2 separate regions of the Sus scrofa genome follow, and region 1 is linked to region 2. A link is a contact called in public Hi-C data. All regions are on one chromosome and are shown on one strand. Each heading gives the region's core, a stretch centred on a gene start, on an enhancer-like site or on the middle of the called end of the contact. The rest is flanking DNA. Distances are from core to core; before and after follow the strand shown.

Region 1 (6,956 bases), core at 4,072-6,571, 520 kb after region 2:
GACCCCTAGCCTGGGAATGTCCATATGCCTCGAATGTGGCCCTAAGAAAGCAAACAAAACAAACAAAAAAACACCAATACTCATCTGAGTGAATGATTTCTCTCAAAGGATTACTTTGTAGCTTTGCGATTTTTAAAAACATTCAGTGTTTTTGAAATTGCAATTTTTGTGCACATGATGGAAGATAAAGGTGATCAGATCTTCCTGCCACTCTAGGTAACTGAAATTGAATTCCCAGAAGTTATCACTAAAACAAAGGTAAAGACATTTGTTGCTTACACATAACTGAAGCTTTCTAAAGCCCAAAGGTCCAGAAGACTTCTCAGTGCGAATGTCTGTTTCAACAGAGATACCCTGTTTCCTCCTATGAGATCCAGACAGTTTCTAATGACACATATAGAACCCTTGGCAGCATCATTATAGTTCAATTTTGCCTTCTGCACCTAGGACTGTGGCAGATCTGCATACGACTGGTTGTGACTCACCAATAATGAGTAATGAAAATTTGTTATTTATCATTTCTAGGATCCCCACCAGTTTGACAGCAGAAAGTGGCATTACTTACCTGGCCCACATTACTGTTGCATAGACTCTGGAAAAATAAATCCCTCAATCCACTCAGGAACGTTTTTTTCCCCCCCAGTTAAGGTTTCCATGGCTCTATGCATAATACTAATTTTTACCTTTTTCTATTTACATTTTAATTTTAAATCTCCAGGCGAGTTCATTTCTATAATCCAGTATGTTTTTGTTCTCAAAATTCTCTAACTTCTTATCCCAGGAATCTCTTTAATATTTAATTTTTTACCTTGTTCAGTTACTGGAAAACATCTCATACCTTCTTTATTTATTATTAGAGTTGACTCTTTTCTTCACTCTGTGAAATTATCCATTTGGTGATTACATAACTCATATGCAAAAAAGTTCTTATCCTACCTGTAAAAGCAAACCTCACCCATGATTATTAAGAAGACTATTTTGCAAATCAACCATTGTTTATTTCAGAATATAATCAAGTACTACAGGCTAGATTAAAAGCTTAAGGATGGGGGGGTTCTTTTTTTTTTTCTGAGTTAAAATAATAAAGGTAATCAAACCTTCCTGCCAATCTCAGTGATTGTGAAATTTAATTACCAGCAGTGATCATTAAAACAAAGGCAAAGCAATTTCTTTGACACATAATTGAATATTCCAGAAGAAAATTTCTAAAGAGTTCTCAGAAAATGTATTGAAAAATTAATTTTAACCTGATTATTTCATTTGTTGTGTCTCAGCCAGTGATGTAGAATAAGTGAGACGCGCCTGAGTGATATGGTTCAAGAGCAGCAGGTAAGAACGTGGTCTTAGGAGAATCAGATAACTTTGAGCTTAATGCTGAATAAATTATTCGATTTTTACTCTTTGCTCCAACACATTCAAACCTAAACCTCCCACGGCTATTCCTCTAAGAGAGGTTTAATCCATGGTGTTCGAGTTCACCTCTCCATATGCTGGACGCTGCAGAATCCACACTTTCCTTCTTAGTGTTCAATTGCCCGATTATGTCCCAAGGTGTGCAGACCTACACCCTCAAGCCTCCTGCTACTTAAATAGAAAGAAAGCCTCCTCCATCTGCTGTGTGTCAGCAGTGAGTGATCTGGCATCTCTGTGCATGAGGCTGCCCATGGGCCTTGTAAGCATAACTGCCCAGGGAAGAGGAACCACCAGGAAAAGGGCCAATAGCCCTAAGAAGGAAGTGGCAACTGGGCTATGACCTTCCTTATCTTCAGGCCTCGCCTACACTATTCCCTCTTCCTGAAATGCCTTTCCCTCTTTCTGTTTCCAGAAAAAAAAAAAAAAATCCCACACATCGCAGCCCAACTCATATGTCACCCCTACGGACCCTTCCAAACTGAGGTCATTGCTCTCTTCCCTGCACTTTCCTCCACATAATTCATTTCCTGAAAAAGGAACAGAGACTGCTATTTGCTGTCCATCTCTGCTGCTGGATGGGGAGGAAAAGGATCTTGATTCATCTTTCTATTCCAAAGACTTGGAACTGTGCCTGCCACCTCAAAGAAACTTAATAAATGCTGGTTTGATGGAGCGCAAATCTCAACACCAAAAGTAACATGCGATGTAAGAGGCAAATTTGATGTGTCGTAGACTGACTTCCGTACCTCACGTCTGAGCCAGTGAGTGAGTGCCTTCTTTCTCATTCCTCCACGGAACACACTTTATTCACACCAAGCACTATCAGGTGCCACGCCCTATGCTGAGCACATTATCTAATTTAATCCCCACCACCTTCTTATGAAATAGTTCCTTGTACTGGCATTAGTCTCATTTATAGATAAGGACCCTGAGGCTTGGAGAAGTTAAGTAGCTCACCCAAGGTTCCCAGCTAGTCAGTGGTGAAGCCAAACTCAAGGACAATAATCTCAGAACTTCAGAGCGAGAAGGAATCCTAAAATTAGCTTCCTCACTTAACCTTCTTGAAGCTGAGGCTTATAACTTACTGCCTGGCACATAGTAGGCCCTCCAAAATGGTGCTTAATAGAATGATGGAGCACCCTAATTCCTCAGACTCTGACCTTTGCCTGGGAGAACCCAGCTGCTGCCACAAACAGGCTCTATTCTTTCCTGCCCAACACCTCTCACAGGTGTGAATTGCTTGTGTCATCTGCATTATTCATGATCCACATGGTGGTTAAGGGTGCTTTAAAAAGAGAGCTCCTGGTTCTCCTATTTTCAAGACAAAATGCCTGATTAATTGAGGAATTAGGCAATACAAGTTCATGGCCCAGGTTGATTCGTATTAAATAACATATCCCTGCCCACTTTCTGAATTTCAGCTTTCCAGTGATTTCCCAGTTTCCATTAGGATTTAAAACAGTGGTAATTAAAGCAGAAAAGAGAACCATCAGGAGCATCTCTAGCCTATCTGCAAAGCAATTACCATCGTCTAAAGCTTATGCTGTGCCGCTTCAAACCCATGCATTCTTCCTAAGGCTGAATTAGGTTTTTCAATAAGGTTGCTTAAGCTTAAGGGGCTCTTTCATCAAGATCTGAAAATTCAGAGGCCACAGCATCTGTAATTTATACCACCAGCAAATCCTGTGATGATATTGTCTTCTTGCCCTCTCTCCTTTCGTCTTTCCCTTCATCGCCTCTCCCTCACCAGTTCATTTTCTAGAGAGGGCCATTTTCAGAGAGGGATAACCATATGCTAATCATAAGCCAACATCACTGTATTTTAAATTCAATGGTAGTTAACCAAAATGAATTGAAGAGCAGCAGCAGTGGTTTGGGGGTACTAAAAATAAGCTGTAGCATTTGCTGAGTTCTCAGAATTAAAACCACAGGCGGTCAACTTGTTGCTGCTCTTAATAAGATATGACTGTGCTGCCCCATTCGCTGCTACTACCAGAAACTTCATCTATACGGTACACATAACAACACGGTGCTTTTGATTAGTTGGCAGTGATCAAGAAAGGAAGTGTTATTTCCCTGGAACTAAAACCTGCCAAAAAAGATAAGCGATGGCTTTCAAGTGATCACCTTGTGCCATGTCACAAGTGCACCTTCCCCAAATCACCTTGCATTTATGATTGGATTAGTCACACATCTACAGACATGGCTCCTCAATGCCTGGCTTGCTGTCCAGTGCCTCCAACAAAGTGTTTCTTCCTTTTGATTTAATTTTGTGATTCTCATTTAAAACATACACACAATAGGAATTAATACAATGTTAATATATTCAGCATTTCCATTAGGACTTCAAGACCTTCTTGACCCCTGAATCCCATAAACTACACTAAATGCCTTATCAGCTCTCCCTTTAAGGTTTGTCATTAAAGTTTTCAAAGACCAGGGCGGTAGAAGAATTCTACCTAATGCATCATTCTGATTAGAAACCTGTCATACTCAGAATCCAGTGGGTCTGCGTCCATTGATTCCCACTCCTTCAGATTCATTAGCAATTTTTTCTCTTCAATTAGACCCCCTGATCAACCGTAGAAAAGCTGGAAGAAGCCCTCCCTTTTCTCGGTCGCACTTGGAAAAAAAAAAAAAAATGTATGCCTGGAAAGTAAAATTACAGAACGTATCCCAAGAGGCCATTGAGGAAAATCTCACACACTCACACACACACACACACACACACACACACACACACGCATGTACACTTGCGACCGGGCAAATTATCACAGGCTGGGCTCGACCTCCCTTCCCCTAACTCGCTTCAATCAAAACCAGAAAGACAGACTCCTTTATTACCTCTATCTCAAACCCATGCCCCAAGCGTGTGTCTCCGCAGAGCTAATTTCTGAAACAAACAAAGAAAATCAAGTCTGCGAGGAGCGAGGGTTGGTTCCCCTGCGCCTTGAATTTGGGCATCCAGCGGGGAGGGCACCGCACCGCCAGCGGGTCGGGGTTCCCGGCGTCACCCTAACCTTCTCCGCCTCATCAGCCCAGGTTCCCGCGGCGCCAGAAAGTGCGCGCCCGCCCTGCTCGCTTCGAGCCTCTCGCCTGCTGCTCCCCGAATCCCCAGGACCCCCGCGTCTGCACACGAAGGGCGCCCCCACTCTCCCACCTCGGAGCTGTCAGAGGCGCTGAGAGGCAGGGGGCACCGAGGGGGCTGGCGAGCCAAACAAGTGTCACACCGGCCGGCCGGCCGGCCGCCCTCCGGGAGAGCGGGCAGGACGGCCACAGATAGGCTCTCTCCATCCCAGGGTGCGGGCCGAGGGCAGGGGGCGAGAGACCCCGCAGGGCAGCCGCGCCCGACGGGCTGGAACTCACCGGAGGACACCGAGGAGCCGGACAGGCTGGAGTTGCTGGACGCTGCCATCTCCGCGCGCCCCGCGCGTGGCTGCTGGCTCAGCGCTGGTGCGGACGCCGCCGCCGCTGCCCTGGGCCGGCCGCTCGCAGGCTCCGCGGCCCCCAGCCCATGGCAAAGTCCTGGGGACGCGCAGAGAGCACCAGCCTCCGGACTCTGCCTGCACTTCCTGCTCCGCCAGATGACGCGCTGCTGCCGCCGCTATTTATTTGTGGTTTCCGTCCCTCTCGGCGCCCTCGCACGCTTTTCTCCGGGTGTCGGGGGGAGGTGGGAGCGGAGGGAGGCCGAGGGGCGGCCGGAGGGGCCGGATCGTGCCTCCAGCCGAGCCCCGGCTGCGGTCCGCGCTCCCCCGCGCGCGCGGCTGGGAACCCGGCGCCCGGGCCGCCCCGCCAGCTCCCCGCACCCTCCCCCGGGCTCCCGCCTCCCCGGCGGCACTTCGAGCTGCCCGGGCAAAGGCGGCGGGAGACAGACAGACAGAGCGACCTCCCCCTTCTCCCTCCGCCCCAACTCCGCTCGCGCGCACACAAAGGAAGGAGAGGAGACGCGGGAGCTCGGGGGGCTGGTTCAGCTGCCGCGGGCTTGACAGCTCCTGCGACGGGAGCTGGAGGAGGAGGCTGTGGACTGCAGGGCGGGGGGGACCCTGGCCGGGGGAGCCGGACCCCGAGGGGCCGGGGAAGCCGCCGAGCGGCGCGGGGCGAGCGTGGCTGCCGTGCGCAGCGCTGCTCCGAAGGTTTGAGGGCGACCGCGAGTGGGGAGTGGGGGGTCGGTGGTGGGGCTGGCGGCGCCCGGCCAGACTAGGGAGCAGCGACACAGCCAGGGTGGGATCCAGAGGGCGAAGGCGGGGTCACTGAGGACGCGGTGTTAGGTAGAAGGGGGCCGGGGCTGCCAGCGCGGCTGTGGGGCGCTCCTTCCACTCCCCTCCAAATTGTCCTTTGTTGCGCTGGAGCTGAGCAGGAAGGTGGTTTCCTAAAATACCCCCCAAACACCCTGCAAGCCGGTCTGGCTGCACTTAAGTACCCCAGCCACGGACGGGGCCTGACGGGTCCACGGGGCTTTTGAGATGGACCTTCAAAGAAATAGAGACGTTCCAGACATGTCATCAGGCCCACACAAAGCCGGGTGTCAAAGAGAAAGAGGTTCTCAGACTGTATCTTGCCAAAGATCCTCACAAAAGCCCTAAGACTTGGCAGCAGGTCCAACTGAGCCCTTTCCCGGTAAGGAACTGCTTAGGTGTGTGAGGGAAAGGGACTCCGGCGCAAGGTGTGTCCCTTAGCCCTGTATTTAAAGCTAAATTAATTTCACTGGAAGGAAATATCGTGCCGATTTTTTTTAAGTCTATTTCACGCTCCCAGCAGGGTAATCGGTTCTTTCATTCCTGAAGCCAGAGAAAACTGTGAAATTTGAACAGAAATTGTTAGATCAAAGGAAAGAGCAAACATTAAAGGAATGAAAGTACTCTCATTATGTAGCAAAGTGGAAAGTGTTCGCATTGGGGTAGTTCAATTTTAAAAAACATGGTTAAAAGGACATAGTCAATTTAAAAATTATCAAGAGTGACACAGGAACAGCAGCCATTCCTAGGGGGTCCACCTCAACCAAGCACCTGACACACAGTGAATAATAAATGTTGAATAATCACAATGCATGCCCGTGTCACATTTTCTAGTATCTTATTTTTTTTAATCCCCTCAAAAACACCATCCTCGAGATGTTCCCAGTAAGATTTTTTTTTTCTTTTTTTTTAAATGCTGCTTGCTGAATAGTTGAGGCCTCTTGAGTACTCTCTGGTCACACTGGACTGAGTTTTCCTGATCCTCATTTACATGGAACTTTGAAACATCCTTGCCTGGTATAAGGGGACCCTAGCACCCCCACCCCCCACCCTTCCATTCTTCTTCTTTTTTGTCTAATGCAACCTTGATGCAGCTTAATGTGGAGCCCTACGGGGACATACGGCCCACCCCAAACTTGACCTTGCTATCAGAAGAGACTTCCTGTTTTTTCAGAGTTCTTCTGATCAAAGGCATTATCTACATCTTTGACTGGTGATTGATGCACCCCTCCAGATCTTTAGCTGGGGGACTGTCTGACTTGGCTATGTCTCATAGTAGGGTTATTATCCTCTGGGCTTTGAAGAAGA
Region 2 (6,816 bases), core at 1,770-4,269:
GGGTCTGGGACGGAATAAGGGGGGCTCCGCTGCAGGCCCCGGCCACCCTGCTGCCGGGGATCCGAAAGAACCCGGCTTCTGTGCACTGTGCTTGCGTGTGTGGGTGCGCGGACTCCCGGCCGGCTTCCTCCGTGGGAGCGGGGACCCGCCCGCTTTAGAGATGCAGAGGCAGCCGCGCCAGGATGGCCCCGGACCACGGCGTGGCTGCCGCCCGCGGATGTGGCGGTGTCCAGAATTGATCCTGGGCCTGGCCGCCGCCATCTAGTTTAGGATTAATTAAATGGCCCCGGGGCAGAGTTCCACTCCACAAAGCTGCAAATTTCTCCGCTAATGAGGGAGAGAAAAGGAGACGCTCTTGGCTGTTTAGATGGGAGTTAAAGTAGCTGGAATCTGAGCAGCCTCCCCATTATCTTAGCAGAGACTTTAATTAAACTGATTTGTTTCCCACGTCGTGTGCGCGTGAAGGATTTGGGTCACCAGCAGAGCCCAGAAAGGCGTGCGAGGAGGACCAGATGGGCCCAGCCCTGGGAAGACAGAGGGCAGCGAGGGTGCAGATGGATGGAGAAGCATTTCACTCCCGGGTAACAGGCCCACCCCTGCCCTGGCTGCCTGGCCTGTTCCATCCCACAGCGCCTGGGAGGAAGCACCTGGCTTTGCCTGGTCCTTGGCTTTATGCCTCAGGCCCGGCAGGTGTCCCAGGGGCCGCCTTCAGACTGGCAGCTGAAGTGGGCAGGTGGTGGGGGTGGGGGTGGGCTTACCTCCAGCTATTGAGACTCTCCACCACTCTTGACATAGAAAGGGGCGGAGATGACGAGTGTGTGTTAACACGGCAGCTGGTGGTGGGACAGCGGCTTCATTGCTCCAGCCTCCCCTGTACCATAAGGGCCTCATTAACTGCATCGTCAATAGGCATTTGCACATGAAAATACTGTGAGTGCCAGTTGTCTTGGAAGTGACTTAGAGTCAGTGACTCCTTCTCCACAGCAGGTTAGCAAAGGCCACGCGAGCTGGAAGGGACTCAGGCCCCAGGCACAGATGTGGACACTGAGGGTCACAGGTTTCACTGGAACAAATCTTTTTTTCTACTAACTCCCTTGTGAGGGTGTGGGCCTAAGAGCATGGTGAGCTTTCTGCCCAGCAGTTCTGCAGATTCTATATGTAAAGTCACCGACGACGAGCAGGGAGAGGTGGGAGGAATATTTGAGCTGATGGAGTGAACAGCACCCGTTCACAGTGGCTTAGAGTTGCTGCGTTTCGTCCAGGTTTGGCCTGGGCTCTCCCTGCGGATGAACTCAGGTCTCCTCTTAGGTGGGGGCCGTTCTCAGAGCATCTGTGTACAGCTGCTGAGCAGGGAAGGGTGAGGTTTGAGGATGATGTAGGTACCTCAGCCCCTCCGAAGCCCACCTGCCGAAAGCCGCTCTAAAATCTCACCATAGGAGCTCCCTGGTTAAGGATCCAGTATTGTCACTGCTGTGGCTTGGGTCACTGCTGTGGCATGGGTTTGATCCCTGGCCGGGGAATTTCCGCATGATAAACAAAGTAAAAATTTCCACCACGTGGTCTCACCTCTGTGTGTTATGGAAACATTTCATCAGACCTGGCATGTCTGAGATACCCTAGGGGTTTGACCAAAAGAAGTCTAGTGAGAATAAATTACACAGAGGCCTGCTTTCATTATTATGGGCCAAAGAAAGGTCATGGATAACCCAGACAGACTTATGCCCTTACCCAGCCACTGTGCAGCGGGAAAAATGCTGGCTATTTCAGCTGTTAGGGACATTGACCTCAGTCCAGCAACCCAGGGAGAGTGAGAGTTGAGAGCAGTCTAATTGAGAGTTGCCGTGGCGGACGCTGATACATCACAATTGTGGTGCCACTGTTTTACCACTAGAGGGCGTGGCAGCCCTTCCGTGGCACAGCCTGGCAGACGCTCAACAGGGCTGGGATCCTTCCATTAGGCTTGTACACAGGTCTTCTGTGTACAGCTAAAACCCAAATAATCGTGGTGGACCGGTTCTTCGTGCGTTGGGATTTGTGGGTAAAGACAAGAAGAGGGCAAAGAATCTGCTGATGTGGCTGTACTCGCTTCTAGTGACTTAGATTAACAGCTTGAAATACGTAGTTGGATTTTGAGTGCACTGTTGCAGGGGAGATGTTTGTTTCTAAATGCTCCTAACAGACTCTGCTTTTGGAAAATGCTTATCATTACATGGATGCCTTCTTGACCAGGGATTGCTTTTCTGAAGGCAGTATGGGGAAAGTGAATGTTCAGGATGAACAATGAAAATCATGTTTAAAGGTCAGTATGTAAATAGCCTCCTAGCATACCTTGTGTGTATCCATTAAGACTTGGGGGAGGGTCAGGGGCTGTGCATGCCTTGTGCAGAAAGAAGACACGGCCGTGAAGGACAGAGTCTTTTCCGATCCCCCGCGTCCCACACCAAACATAAATAAGGTGGTTAGTTTTGGTTAGTAAGTGGGATTCACCATGGATGAAGGCTCATACCAGGGAGGGGCAGAAGCCCCAGTAAATTAGCAAAGCAGAAGTAGTACCTCTTTCGCTTTCGGAGGCGGTTTGGAATTTTAGGTGTATACTTGAAACTATGGTGATTTAGTGCCCTGTAACCTAAGACAGTGTTATTATTAGAGCCCTTCTGATAAGTGCTCTCCCAGAGCAGGTGTATGCCTATTAGACATTAGCAGTGAAGTTCCTTCACTATTGGGTGAATTATTACATATAAAAATAATTATCAACCAGGCAAACTACTTTGCTGCCTGATGTCATCCCACATGGGTACAGGTGTTACACAGCTCTGCCTGGCCCAGCAGGAAAGCCAGATGGGACCAGTGTGTCTGTTACGAAATCACTAACTGCATACCTGACTGACAGGCAGGCAGGTCATTTCTGGGGAAGGTCTCCAGCTGGGCTCAGCTTTGGGAGGAAGCACACAGAGGAAGGAGGGAAGGGAAGCCACCAAGCTGGCCGGTCCTCTCTGGAGGGGGAGGGGTGGCAGGTCACGTGACCTGCAGGCCATCACTGCCTTGTGCTTCCTTGCTGCCATGGCATTTCATTCCACACGCTCCTAAGTCCCAGATCCCCTCCTACGGTTTGTATCACATGTGCTTCTTCTGATTGAATCCAGATGTCCCGAGACGTCAAGGCTGATTTCTCGTGGGGATGTATCTGTACGTGTTTGCGGTCATGCTGTGAGAAGTTAAATGTGTGAGCTGGAAAATGCTATGGGCAGAGAATAATAAAAAGGAAAGTCTTCCTGTTTTCCTGCAGTGGGAACTGACTGTGTAGTCTTAACAGCCTTTTGTACAAATATCTGCAAACCAGATAACTTCCCCATCCAGCGCTTGTTCTTGGAATTGTGTCTAAATACATCCAGCATACAATAAAAAAAATACTGAAATGAATGCCCTGTGTCCTTGCGTATGAGTAAGTGAATAAGTGTGGGTGTCGGTCACAACATGGGAAATGCATCAAGGGGATGTTATTTTCTGGCTGGAATTTTTGGCAAAGTCAACCAGTTCAGCATTTCCTCCGTTTATCCATTCCGTGGATAAAATCACTCTTTAAAATAAGCACAAAACCGTAAGATACCACTTGACACCCATCAGGATGGTTACTATTTAAAAAAGGAAAATAAATGTTGGTAAGGATATGGAGAAATTGTAACTCTGCGCACTGTTGGCGGGAACATAAAACGGGGCAGCTGATATGGAAACTAGTATGGAGATTCCTCCAAAAAAATTAAAAGTAGAATTAGCATATAATCCAGCAATTTTACTTTTGAGTGGACCCCAGAGAACGGAAGGCAGGGTCTCCAGGAGGTATCTTTCCACCCATGTTCACAGCAGTGTTATTCACGATACCCACAAGGTGGAAGCACCCCAAGTGTCCATCAGGGAATGAATGGATGAACAAAATCCAAGCAATGGACTATGCAGCCTTAAAAAGGATGGCAGTTCTGGCCCATGCTACAACACGGATGTGCCTAGAGGACATTATGCTAAGTGAAATAAGCCACTCTCAACGAGTCAAATATTTGATTCCACTTTTTGGGGGTACCAAGAGCAGTCAATCTCAGAGAGCCGGAAAAGAGAATGGTGGCTGCCAGGGACTGGGGGAAAAGGGGAAGGAAGAGTTCCTGTTGAAGGGGTACAGAGTTTAAGGTTTGCAAGCTGCTAAGAGAGTTCTGGAGACTGGCCATATAACACCGTGAATGTACTTCTCATGACTGTGCCCTTGAACGTGGTCAAGATGGTAAGTTGTTTGTGTTTTTTTGGCTGCACCCATGGCACACAAAAATTCCTGGGCCAGAGATCGAACCAGAGCCACAGCGGGACAACACTGGATCCTTAAACGGCTGAGCCATCAAAGAGCTCTGGTAAGTTTGTTGTGTGTATTTTACCAAATTTAGAACAGTCATCAGAATGGCTGTTGTCATCTATAACAAACCTCTTTATTTTAAAGCCACAGCAGCGCCACTGGAGGAAAGGATGCCACTTCAGGAAAAAACCCAGCTCTCTCCCCTCTGTGACCTAGAAACGCCAGACTGCTTCCATGATTTTGTCTCCACGTGACAGGTAAATGCAACTAAATGTCTTGTTCGTGAAAACAGGACTTAACCACTGGCAACGTGTGACCTCTGTCAAGGTCAGAGTGGATGTCAGCCCTGTTTACACGCCAAGGAGCTGCTGACTCTTTAATCTTTTATTCTCAGCTCTTTTTTTTTCATAAACTGCAAGACTCCAAAGTTACCGAGAATGTATGAGTTGGCTAGGGCTGCCCTAACAAAGGCCTGCAAACTGGGTGGCCTCAACAACAAATGGATTCTCTCTCACAGTTTTGGAGGCTAAAGTCCAAGATCAAGGTGCTGGCAGGGCTGGCTCCCTCTGAGGGCTGTTTCGTGCCTCTCACCTGGCTTCCGGTGGTTACTGGCCATCCCCGTATCTCTTGGCTTGGAGAAGCATCGCGCTGGTCTCTCTCTTCCTCTTTGTATACGACCCTCCCTGTGTGTCTGTGTCCACATTTCCCCATTTTACCAGTCACACTGGACTTGGCAGGACCTCAGCTGACACCTGCAACAACTCTCTCCCCCTATAAGGTCACTTTCTGAGGTGTGGGGTTAGGACTTCAACACATGAACTTTTGGAGGATGCAATTCGATTCATAACAGAACAGGTTCACGAAGGATGCCAAAGCCTCCTGGGGGAAGGTCTCAGCATTTGGAACTTGCTTCTGGAGTCCACAGCCCTTTCTCTCCATTAAGCTTTCCCCACTCCCCTTAGGCCCCACCTGTCCCACCTGAAACTCAGGGGGGCCTAGAACTATGGCCACTTCACCCACCTTCACAGTCAATGGCTTTCAAGTTCATGATCCACTTTGTCACTTATCTTGGGCCATTGCTTTTCTCCTCCACTCAGTTGGGCCCTTTGGGTCATGAAAGAACTTATCTGTGCTTCCATTAATATGACAGCCAATAAGGCAAATCAGGTCCTTAACTAACTCAGATGCAAAGTGTGTAGCAGCTAACTTTGAAATCAGTTTCTAGATGATATTTATTTCAGGAGCATCTATGAATTTTAATTACTGCTCTCTCCTTGTTATCCAACAGCAGAGCTGGTGATCTGGGTAGTTCATCTGAATGGAACTCCTGGGATGCCGCCAGTGAGAGCCCTGTGTGTGACTCTGTGTGTAATTAGCAAACTGCTTGTCTGAGAGAGAGAGAGAAAGAGAGAGTGTGTGTATGTGTATGTGTCTGTGTGTGCAGGCACACATGCATGCTGATACCTGGGTCTGTTGTGACCCAAGGGTTAAGGGCTTGCCCAGGTGTTACATTATTCTATCTTCACAACTATATGCTTACATACGTATTTATGCTCCCATTTTACAGATGAGGAAACTGAGGCATAAACTGGTTAAACTTGGTACTTCCCTAAATTTGTAAGATGCAAAACAGAGATTCAGACCCATGTTTTCCCTGAAGCCAAATGACCTATCAGGTAAACTTCATCTCCCTGCACCACATTCCAAACAGAGCAACTAAAACTTAACCCTGATGGAGATGGAGACGATACTGTTCTACCTAAGACTTTTTTTTATCATTTTAGGGCCACACCCGTGGCATATGGACGTTCCCAGGCTAGGCGTCAAATCAGAGCTGCAGCTGCCAGCCTACACCACAGCCACAGCAATGGTAGATCCGAGCTGCATCTGTGACCTACACCACAGCTCACAGCAACGCCTGATCCTTAACCCACTGAGTGAGGCCAGGGATCGAACCTGCATCTTCATGGATAGTAGTTGGGTTCATTACCGCTGAGCTATGATGGGAACTCCCTAGGGAATTTTTTGAGGAGTTTGCTAAGCAGAGGGGGCAGTGTTGAGTGCAACTTAGGTTGAAAGCTGTTCCATTTTAACACAAGCTCATAAAATTTGTAAGCAACGCTCTGCCCGTCTTATATTAATAAAACTAAATAAATGTAGTGTTACCTACTTTTTACAAGATGCTTTTGAGAAAGTTGTTCCCTCAGCTGGTTTGCCCAAATACCCATCATGAGTTCAGTTAGCCACAAAAGCCAGGAGAACATTCTGTAGTTAGAAATTTCAGCTAAAAAATGAAAGGCCTCGTTTCCTTTTTTTTTTTTTTTTTTTTTGTCTTTTTAGGGCCGCACTTGCGGCATATGGAGGCTCCCAGGCTAGGGGTCCAATTGGAGCTGGAGCCGCCGGCCTACACCACAGCTCACAGCAACGCCGGGTCCTCAACCACTGAGCAGAGCCAGGGATCGAACCCACAACCTCATGGT

What was found. A called contact is a pair of places that touch in the nucleus more often than the background predicts.
Region 1: a Hi-C map of embryonic fibroblasts shows a contact between it and region 2, with 2.7 times the contacts expected there. The contact joins the promoter of CHN2 here to the enhancer-like site in region 2. A contact is called at or near these places in 4 of 47 Hi-C or Micro-C datasets (embryonic fibroblasts, heart right ventricle, retroperitoneal adipose tissue and 1 more).

The regions. Positions count from the first base shown.
Region 1 is chr18:43,504,271-43,511,226 of Sscrofa11.1, forward strand. CHN2 (beta-chimaerin) reads right to left here and starts at 5,322. Exons shown (of 13, transcript XM_003484050.4): 1 at 4,780-5,322. The coding sequence starts at 4,828.
Region 2 is chr18:42,984,507-42,991,322 of Sscrofa11.1, forward strand. SCRN1 (secernin-1) reads left to right here. Exons shown (of 8, transcript XM_021078608.1): 8 at 1-3,420. Among named protein-coding and RNA genes, the nearest start is that of WIPF3, 37 kb to the right of the region's middle. Within about 2 kb of position 3,020, at least 24 of the 83 cell types and tissues checked have an H3K27ac peak or open chromatin away from gene starts, as enhancers often do. A contact at or near this core is called in embryonic fibroblasts, where this site is marked.